Linked DNA regions of Hordeum vulgare: all the other regions are linked to region 1. The links are chromatin contacts, called in public Hi-C maps. All regions are on one chromosome and are shown on one strand. The core of a region is the stretch at or near the end of the contact, and the rest is flanking DNA. Distances in the headings are between cores, read along the strand shown.

Evidence for each region. A called contact is a pair of places that touch in the nucleus more often than the background predicts.
Region 2: a contact with region 1 is called in a Hi-C map of seedling, with 3 times the contacts expected there. The contact joins the promoter of LOC123401073 here to the promoter of LOC123404120 in region 1. A contact is called at or near these places in 2 of 6 Hi-C or Micro-C datasets (leaf and seedling) and 1 of 1 datasets of contacts at active chromatin or transcription factors (embryo).
Region 3: a contact with region 1 is called in a Hi-C map of seedling, with 5 times the contacts expected there. The contact joins the promoter of LOC123404300 here to the promoter of LOC123404120 in region 1. A contact is called at or near these places in 1 of 6 Hi-C or Micro-C datasets (seedling) and 1 of 1 datasets of contacts at active chromatin or transcription factors (embryo).

The regions. Positions count from the first base shown.
Region 1 is chr6H:323,434,575-323,437,816 of MorexV3_pseudomolecules_assembly, reverse strand. It overlaps LOC123404120, which reads right to left and starts at 1,687. Exons shown (of 6, transcript XR_006611658.1): 1 at 1,360-1,687; 2 at 413-1,277; 3 at 1-66.
Region 2 is chr6H:322,946,141-322,949,382 of MorexV3_pseudomolecules_assembly, reverse strand. LOC123401073 (DNA mismatch repair protein PMS1) reads left to right here and starts at 1,598. Exons shown (of 12, transcript XM_045094789.1): 1 at 1,598-1,940; 2 at 2,049-2,372; 3 at 2,499-3,242. The coding sequence starts at 1,719.
Region 3 is chr6H:323,169,231-323,172,472 of MorexV3_pseudomolecules_assembly, reverse strand. It overlaps LOC123404300 (cysteine-rich and transmembrane domain-containing protein WIH2-like), which reads left to right and starts at 1,796. Exons shown (of 3, transcript XM_045098225.1): 1 at 1,796-1,930; 2 at 2,033-2,192. The coding sequence starts at 1,879.

The DNA.
Region 1 (3,242 bases), core at 438-2,937:
GTGCAGCAAAGGTTTGATGGCATTGTTGGAAATAAATAATCCACATGAGCACAACCAAGTTGATTTCTGTATAATATTCAAGAATAGAGTATTTACTCATTATCCATTAGCTTCAGAATCATCTTAATAAATATTCAAAAAAATCCTGGTAGGCAAACAATTTTAAGATTCAACATCTTTGTGTTGAGGCCAATAGGATATGAAAATTCCAATAATTTTTGGGAAATGGAAGATCAATGACTAAATTGACCAGAACAAATAATAGCCAGACAGGAACACGATTCCAAGAAAACACCAAGCTGTAGAAATTCCTTGGAGAATAACATAAGATACTGATTTGTTGCTCGGTATTGCCAAGGTAAAGTTAGATAGCAGTTAAATTCAAGTGCAGGAACTAAAGTAAAGCATTTACCTGAACTTCCTTTAGCTTATCGGCCAGGTTTGCTTCTAATGGATCACCATTTCACCACTAAGAAGAGAAAGTGTAGATAAAACATCCAGCCTCGACATATCAAATAGGATGGGTGCATGGGTTGTGCATGGGGTGCAATATATTTGAAAATATTAGCAGCGAGATGTTAAGCTCAACCGTTCTATATTATACAGCTGTAGAGAGAAAAATAAGTTAGTTTTACATGAGCACCGAGGAGTATAACTCGTCCACGAGATATCTTGATGGCAACACCTGCAGTACAATGCTTTGCCGCTTTGATTTCCTCACAAACAAACAAATAACCTCAGAGCTAGCTCCAACAGATTTACACTATGAAGAAAGCACACACACAAACTTCCTACTGACATCATTTGCAAAGACATGGACATCTGCATCAGGTTTAGCTTGACATTAAGTTAGACAAAGGTAACAAGTTAATTTCCAAACCAATATAACATCTAAGATATACACACTAAATCTAAACCATCTGTTCATCACAAAAAAATTAGGAGCCAGTAGCAAGGATGTCGACCATATCATCTACAGCGGCAACTCACAAGAGTCGGAGACACCTGTGCTAACAAGTTGAGAGGGGATTCCTCATGAACTTGAGGAACTTGCTCTCCTATCACCGACATCACACATGCATAAAAAATAAACGAAGAAGCATCAATGAGTGGCAAAGTGCAGGTAACAACAGTTAATGTAGAGTAGAAGCAAAACCAAACCTCCTTATATCCTAGGGCCGAAGATTTGGAGGGCTGCATCTCAGGTTCTCAAACAGAGAACAAAAGCAAGTAGAAACCAATCCAACCCAATCAATCCTCCCGCAGTAGAGAAGGAGCTGCCCGAAACCGAACACAAATCAGAGGAACAAATCCAATAGAGGGACAAATGCATGGAGGATAAGAGGGACGAGGGGGCACCTTGACGAGCTACGTGGCATCGGCGTCCCGAGAAGAAGCACATGGCTCCCTTGACGCGAACGCGAGGATCTTGTCGAGCAGGGCCGCCGCCTGGATCATCACTCCCCACCGTCGTCCTCTCCTTCGCTGCCACAAGACACCTCTCGCCTTTTTCCATTCCCCTCCGTTGGTCCGTGTCACCGGCCTCCTCCGCCATTCGCCCGAGATCCGCCATCTTCGCCTCGAACCGCCACTCGATCCAGCACGAGAGTCAGGGAAGAGAGAGAGGGCACGGAGGGGGAGCACCTGCATTTGAATGGGAGGTTGACCTTGTCGACGAGGAGGTCAGGAGAGGTGGCATCCTCCCCACCACTCATGGTCCTGCGAGGCGACAGGCAGATCTCCTCATGGTCCGCCCAAAGCGAAGGGGGAAGGGGATGTGCGGATGTGGATGCGGCGGCTAGCGTTTACCTTGAGGTCGAGGGGCTCCCCGGCACGCTTGAAGTAGACCTTGACGAGGAGGAGGCCCTCATCGTGCTTGCACACGACGGACTTGAGGAAGCGGCCGCGGCCGACGGGGTCGAGCAGCACGAGGTTGTAGGTGGAGGGAAGGTCGTGCAGGTAGTACTCCGTCGCCGACACCTGCGTCGTCCGCGTGATCTTGTTCCCCATAAGAGTCAGCCCCCTCTTCTCCCCGCCCGCGTCATCGCCGCGGGGGAGGGGCTCGCCGCTCGCTGGCGCGGGGGTTTTGCTTTTGCGGGCATCCTAGAGAGGTGCCCCATTAGTAACCCTGGTTACTAATCGCGCACCAGCTGGTGGTGCGTCATTAGTAGTTTTGCAAAAAAAATTATAGTAGTGGCGCACTAGGTGAGTGGTGCGCCATTACTAGTTAAACTAGTAATGGCACACTCTGCCCCGGTGCGCCATTAGTACTTTTGGAAGAAAAAAAAGTTTGTTAGTAGTGGCGCACCGAGTGTGTGGTGCGCCATTAGTGTCCATCACACTAATGGCGCTCCTGCACATGGTGCGCCACTGCTATATAGTAGTGGCGCACTACTTGTCTGGTGCGCCATCAGTGTCTATATTATATATAGTCCTTTTCCTAGTAGTGTAATGTAAAGTTTTCCAAAGTTAGAAATCACCACAGAAGGTCTTGAGGGGTTTGGGACAAGTTCTTCTATTCTCCTTTATGCACCACTTGGTGTGGATTCATTATTGGAGTATTAGAACATGTCCATCAAATTTGAGCACAAATGGAGACACTTGGCAATGTAGAGTTGCTCAAATTTGGATCTGGACAGATAGGGTTTTAGAATAATTAAGTGAATCAAATCAACTTGGATTGAGATGAAACTTGGCAAGATCATCACATATATCATATGTGACATGCTAGAATTTTACAGGAATTTATTAAGAATATTTCTTATAGAAGCATTTCAAAATCTTGAAATAGGCACGAAGGGTTTTGAATTGTGAACATGACCATGTGCTGAAACTCTTATATATGGAATATATATGTCCACTGAATTTCTGTAAATTTTCTCAAATATTTTGAAAGCAATAAAAATCACTTTCCTTCATTGGCCTCAGAGAAAGGTATTTAAATAAAATAGTAAATTAACTTTTAAAATAATAACACATGGCTTTTGGGAAGCCATTTTGATAATGGGATTTAAATAAATTATTTGATGCAATATAACTTCCCTAATTTGAGGACTTGTAGTACAAATCCCAACTCAGGGGTTTTGGAAAGCTTAAATCAAGGAAATGCTTTTTGGTGGAAATAATATTTGGTAAAAATAGTTTATGGTCCTATTCACATGGCATAATCATTAAGCAGGAGTTTTGGGCTAAGGAGGTAAGTCTGGAGAGTAACAGGAACATTGGATTCAAACAGAAGCAAT
Region 2 (3,242 bases), core at 349-2,848, 490 kb after region 1:
CCACTTGAGACAAGACTTCTCTAGCCGGTGGGACCCCTGGCCGGCTCCAGAGGCCGCCAGTCGGGTCCCACCCAGTACCTTCTATTCCTATTGTAAGCCAGGGGGTTGGCCTGTAAACCCCCTGGCACCCCCATGCAGGGGTCGGCCGATCACACACTCACACACACATACGAGGGGAAAAGACAGCTCCCAGCTCCTTCTTCCTCCAGCATACAACTCCAGGAGCTTATGGTATCCCCAGCCGGATCATCAACCAACTCAAGCAGGACTAGGGATGTTACCTCCCAGGGAGGGCCACGAACCTGGGTACTTCATGTGTCTCGCACCGCTCGTTTCCAATCCTGTTTCCGGAGCCCGTCGGCGTCCTTTCGGTCCCAACCACGTACGATTAGCCACCCCATGACATCTGTCGTGAGAAAACGACGACATAAACCTCTTGGCCCTTGATCCTCACGCATGGCCCAAGATGCTCGGAGATCCTTGAAGACTAATGCAGTTTTTGGGTGAATCCCATTACCATGCTCTTTAAACACATGATCCAGGTGCCCACAGACAGCGCACCAATCTGGAAGACGCTCGTATTTCACCCTGTAGATTTGTCTATTCGAGTCTCTGATCAAAGACACAACGTTCTTCAGCGGTTTGTGGACGTTGATTCGGACCTAGACACGGTAAAAGTTTCCCGTGAAATCAAAGGATGCACGCTCTGAGAACAGAACTTCTCCCATCTTTGAGGCTAAGGTGGGTACCAGGTGTGCATAGAGGCTCAAGACATCATGAATCTAGATCCATATGTCCAAGCTATCAAGCTTAACCTTAAATGGTCGAGTTACACCATCATATGGGGTGATTATGACTGCATTACCACGAAACTTTCAAGGTCCTTCCTGCATGACTCGCTCCCAATTGCCCACGCAATGGAGTTGAAGTGTATACAGGTTCTCCTCCAGCGGCTTGAAGTTGACCGGGTGCGCAAGGCTCCATGCCGCACGCATGTTTCTGAAAAACCATCCCTAGGTGTAAGGTTTATCAATGTGGACTCGCGTCACCGCACGCCATAGAGCAGCATCCCGCAGCACCTCGGACTTGTCCACCACCACGTCATCCATGTCGGCTTCCTGAAGACCAAGCTCCGCCATCACTTCCTCAATCTCCGATGCGATAAAAGAGCTGCCGGCCGCAGCCAGGCCCCCTTTTCTTTTCGCAACCATAGTTCAGCAAAACATAACCCGATCTATCGTAACCGGGTATATGAAGATGGGAAAAACTAACCCAGGCCGACCCCAATAGAGGAGTTCGTAACCGAAAAGGAAACGAAGCCCTCATCCGATCGAAGGAAAGGAATAAAGTTTTCCGACTCAACGGTGACGAGATCGCCATCGAGAGAACGAAACCCTAGCTAGAGTGAACGCTTGCGGTCGGAAGGAACGCAGCTGCCTTCGCTATGTGCGTGCATTTGCTCGGCATTCTGCCGCGGCGAGCGGCAAGGAGTTCACGTGAAGCCCACACATAGGCCCAACTGAGAGGCAGACGGACGGCTGTGGTGGTATGGCCCAGCCCGTCTCTGCCTATAACGCGCAGCAGAAGCGAGGAGGGGAGATTTCTTGAAGGAAAAAAAAAACGAGGAGGAGGGAGAGAGAGAGGGAGGAACGAAACCCTCGTGGCCTCGACTGGAGGTCGAGCTGCGGTAGCCGGTAGGGCTTACTGGTTTAGTGGGGATGGGAGGAGCCTCGCCGGCGATAAAGCCTATCGGCAAATCAGCGGTGCACCGGATTTGCTCCGGCCAAGTCATCTTCGACCTCTCGTCCGCAGTGAAGGAGCTCGTGGAGAACAGCCTCGACGCCGGCGCCACCACCGTCGAGGTCGGCCTCAAGGCCTACGGTGAGGAGTGGTTCAAGGTCGCCGATAACGGCAGCGGCATCTCGCCCAGCAATTTCCAGGCACGCACAAACGCAACCCCTCATTCCTAATCTCTGCATCTTTTGTCGTTTCTCCGGCCTGTCATTGGTTGCTGACCGTGCCATGCCGTCGTGCCGTCACCTTGTTAGGCGCTTGCTCTAAAGCATCACACGTCCAAGATATCGGATTTCTCCGATCTCAACTCCGTGGTCACCTTCGGGTTCCGGGGGGAGGCGTTGAGCTCCCTCTGTGCATTGGGGAAACTGACGGTCGAGACAAGGACTAAAGATGAGTTGGTCGGCACACATTTGGAGTTTGAGCATTCGGGTGTGGTCAGCAGTGAGAGGAAGATTGCACGGCAAGTCGGGACCACCGTAACCATCGAGAAACTCTTCTCCACCTTGCCGGTTCGGGGCAAGGAGTTTAGCAGGAATATCAAGAAGGAGTACGGGAAAGTGATCTCCTTGCTACATGTGAGTTTCACATCTTGCTTTCTGTATTTATTTTTACATCCTGTTTTATTACGATAGATGCTCAAACTTCTTTTCTCCTGTTGTTATAATGTCCCATTACTAATTGTCTGGTCTTACCTGCTTTAGGCTTATGCCTTAATTGCCAAAGGGGTCAGATTACTTTGCACAAATACTGTTGGCAAGAATTCTAAAATGGTGGTGGTTAAAACTCAAGGAAGCAGTTCGCTGAAGGACAATATCGTTACGGTCTTTGGCTTGAACACTTTAAAATGCCTGGAGCCCTTCAACCTGGCCCTCTCTGAAGGCTGCCAGGTAGAAGGTTTTCTTTCCAAGCCTGGACCAGGCACCGGCCGCAATTCAGGAGATAGACAATTCTTCTATGTAAATGGCAGACCCGTCGACATGCCAAAGGTAACCAAACTTGTTAATGAACTGTACAGGAGTTCCAATTCCAGGCAATACCCTCTGGCTGTCCTAAATTTTTGCATCCCAACCACATCTTATGATGTCAATGTCGCACCTGATAAGAGGAAAATTTTCTTCTCATCCGAGGATACTATTTTGTTATCTTTACGGGAGGCTATTGAAAGCCTGTACAACCCTCAACAGTGCAGTTTTTCCATCAATCACATTGAAGATCCTGAAAAGGTCAATCACACTGAAGATCCTGTAAAGGAAGATGACCCTACGATTGATGAACCTATTAAAAGCACATATTTAATGGACAAGGAGAATGTTTCATCGCCTGAAAATGATAACTGCAAGGAAGACACTGATAGTGATGATCAGGACCCACCGAAGGATCAGAAAGTGTTTTCTTCTGCGACAAGGGTAGCCACTGGAGCTGCATGTAGAGACATGAGCCCCTGG
Region 3 (3,242 bases), core at 547-3,046, 270 kb after region 1:
TGGAGCAAAGTCCAAAAAGATTTTTCGGGCCCTTGGAGTGAACAAGCAACGGGGCGAAGGCCGAGAAGATGCATCCTCCTCCTATGGGCGATTCGGAGCGCGGCGACGCCTTCATCGAGCTTACATGAGGGAACTAGGTTGACCCCTGATACGCCTCCAACGTATCTACAATTTTTTATTGTTTCATGCTACTACATTATCAATCTCGGATACTTTATATGCAATAACATGTTATTTTATTTTATTTTTGGAAACTAACCTATTAATCTAGTGCCTAGTGTCAGTTCTCGTTTTTGCGTATTTTTGACTTTTACAGAAAATCAATACCAAACAGAGTCCAAATACGATGAATTTTTCTGGATCAAAAAAGATCCAGGGAACCTCGGGAGAAGACCTGAGGAGCCACGAGGTGGCGACGAGTCTGGGGGCGCCCAAGGAGGTAGGGCGCGCCACATGAGCTCGCGGGCCCCTCGTGGCACCTCCTCACCTGATTTCGCCGTCGCAAGTCTTTGTTTCGTCGTGATCCCATTTTAAGACCTTTTTTGGTACCCTGTCGGAGGAGAATTGATCACGGAGGCTTTCTACATCAACCTTACTGCCTCTATGATGATGTGTGAGTAGTTCACCAGAGAGCTACGAGTCCATGGCTGTGGGGATCCGGACTCATAAGTCGTGATCACCGAATGCACGTGTTCAACGCTCACCAAATATATAAAAGCTGAATAACAAGAGTTTTACGTCCATACATACTGTCTTACACAAATAAAAACCATTACGACCAAGTCTTACATAGATAAGACCATGAAGGCCGAACACCAACACAATCTAGCAGCGAAAAATCCTGATAAAAAACGTGAACCCATATCATCAGTCTTAATCCTACGTGCACCACGTTATTCCACGGGATTGCATTCCATGCATTTTGCATGAACCTAACAATTGATTCAAGCGAACACGACACATTTCACAATAAAATCCTTTGTTTGCAGAATTTGGCATATGTTTCTGAAGAAATTGTCCTGTAATGAAATAATTTGTCATAAAAACGAATATCACTCTCCTAGGAAACGTTCGCTGGCTATTGAGGTTCTTGAATAATCCCTCCTACTCTGTTATTAGTAAAAAAAAAAATCAATTACTGTGCTCCGTGCCCGCCAAAAAGAAGAAGAAAACAATTACCGTTGCTCGGTCAAACCTGCCAGCAACATGCGCATCCCTCGGCACGATCGATGCGTGCTTCTTCTTGTTTTTGCGATTTAATATGCAGCTCCATCAAGAAGCTAAAAAGAAACTCCCAAAACAGGTGAGTAACGCTCGTCAAATCAACTGTGCTAGGTCAACTCTGTCACCGAAACTCCATTTATCTGTTGAGCTCCAGAAGCAAACGTGACCGGCGGTAATAAGTTTGTTAGGTGCCTCGTTTAAAAAGAAATTGATAGGTACCACTACCAAGAAAATCCGGATCTTATGAGCAAATCCATACATATTTTTTCATAGCTAAATAATTTTAGTTGGAAAAAACTATTCGAAGTATATAGTAGCTCGTTTATTACCTAAAAAAAGCTCGTTTATGTACACTCAAGAAAGAAAAAAAGCTCGTTTGTTATGTGTGTTGTCACCTAACTTAGTCGTGGTCGTCGTTTACAGTCTCAGCAGCCACCAGCCAGGCAGGTACGTACACGGCCAGCGACAAGTCCACCCCGAACGCTCGAGGCTAGATGGCCCCGCCAGCCAGGTCAGTCATGTTCCCCCCGCGTTTTATAAAACCACTCGGCCTAGGCAGCAACCCGTAGCCCTGCACAGCGCGAGAGACCAACCAGAACCAACCCCCCCCCCCCCCCCCCCCCCCCCCCCCCCCCCCCCCCCCGCCGGAAGGAGATGAGCTACTACGGCCAGCAGCAGGCGCCCGTCGGCGCCCCGCCGCAGCAAGGTATGTCAGCCTCCTTCCATTCCATCAACCTCTCCTTCTACCTTTTCCCCGACGGTTCAACGGAATTGACCTTGCGTGGTGCGTGAACCTTCAATTCTCCAGGTTACCCGCCGCAAGGGTACCCTCCGGCCGGCTACCCGCCGCCGCAGCAGGGCTACCCGCCGGCCGGATACGGCCAGCAGGGCTACCCACCTCAACAGGGCTACCCGCCCCAGCAGCAGCAGCAGCAGCAGAACAGCGGGCCTTCCTTCATGCAAGGATGGTACGTCCTCTGTCTTAATTTCGATCCAACTGCATAGATACTAGATAGGAATAGGATTAATTAAAGACAGCTTGTTCAAAGAGTTAGGAACTTAATTTGGTGGCTGGGCAAAGATCAGCCCGGGTCGTCGCCGGTGAATTAGCTAGATAGACTTCGTTGCGCGCACGTTTGGTTTCTATGGGTAGGGACGGCGACTTGACGCGTGAGCTACCCTGGAAACGGCGAGACCTCGACGACTTGTCAACCGCAAATTAATGGTAAAGACCGCGCCTATGATCAACCTCGGTCAAACGGGACGTACGAATCCTACCTGTTCCTATCTCTGATATTCATACCCGGAGATTTCATTGATGAAATCAAGAACCGTATCTCGTAGTGATATTTTACAACCGAGATTACGGCCCTGTTTGATAACAAAGTAGTAAAAAAACTAAAGTATTAAAAACTGCAGTAATTTTACGTGTAGATAGAAAATACCATGGTTTTAATATAACAATATTTTTTGCAGTATTCACAATATAGAGAAACCGTTTGATTACGCCACATATTACTATAAAATTTACCAGCTAGCCGTTGATGGTGCATGCATTCGTAGCTAGCTAGCTAGCTGCCTTCTCTGTTTTTTAAAAAGAGGTCTGGGGTTCTTTTTTTATGCAGAGAAAAAACCACAGTTTTTCTAATATTGCAGTTTTAAAATCACAATTCTTAGAGGCAACCAAACACCTCACTGTAAATAAAACTATGATAATCTCCAAGACTGCAGTATTCTAAAAATACTACGAAAATTCTTCGTTATCAAACAGGGCCTACATCGGCATACATATCATGACGATCAAAACATACGATCTTGATGATATAAATCTTCTCCGGGCGGACGGACAAGATGCAAAAGCTGGAAATCGTCCAAATTCGTTTGCTGCCAAGTGTTCTCAAGTGTTAGTATAAAATTCAGCGTTTCACATGCGACCATGTGTTGGTGTTAAGATAATTGGTTCTCTTCACGTTACTACTTGGAATATGCCCACCTCTTCCCACATGCCGAATATCCGG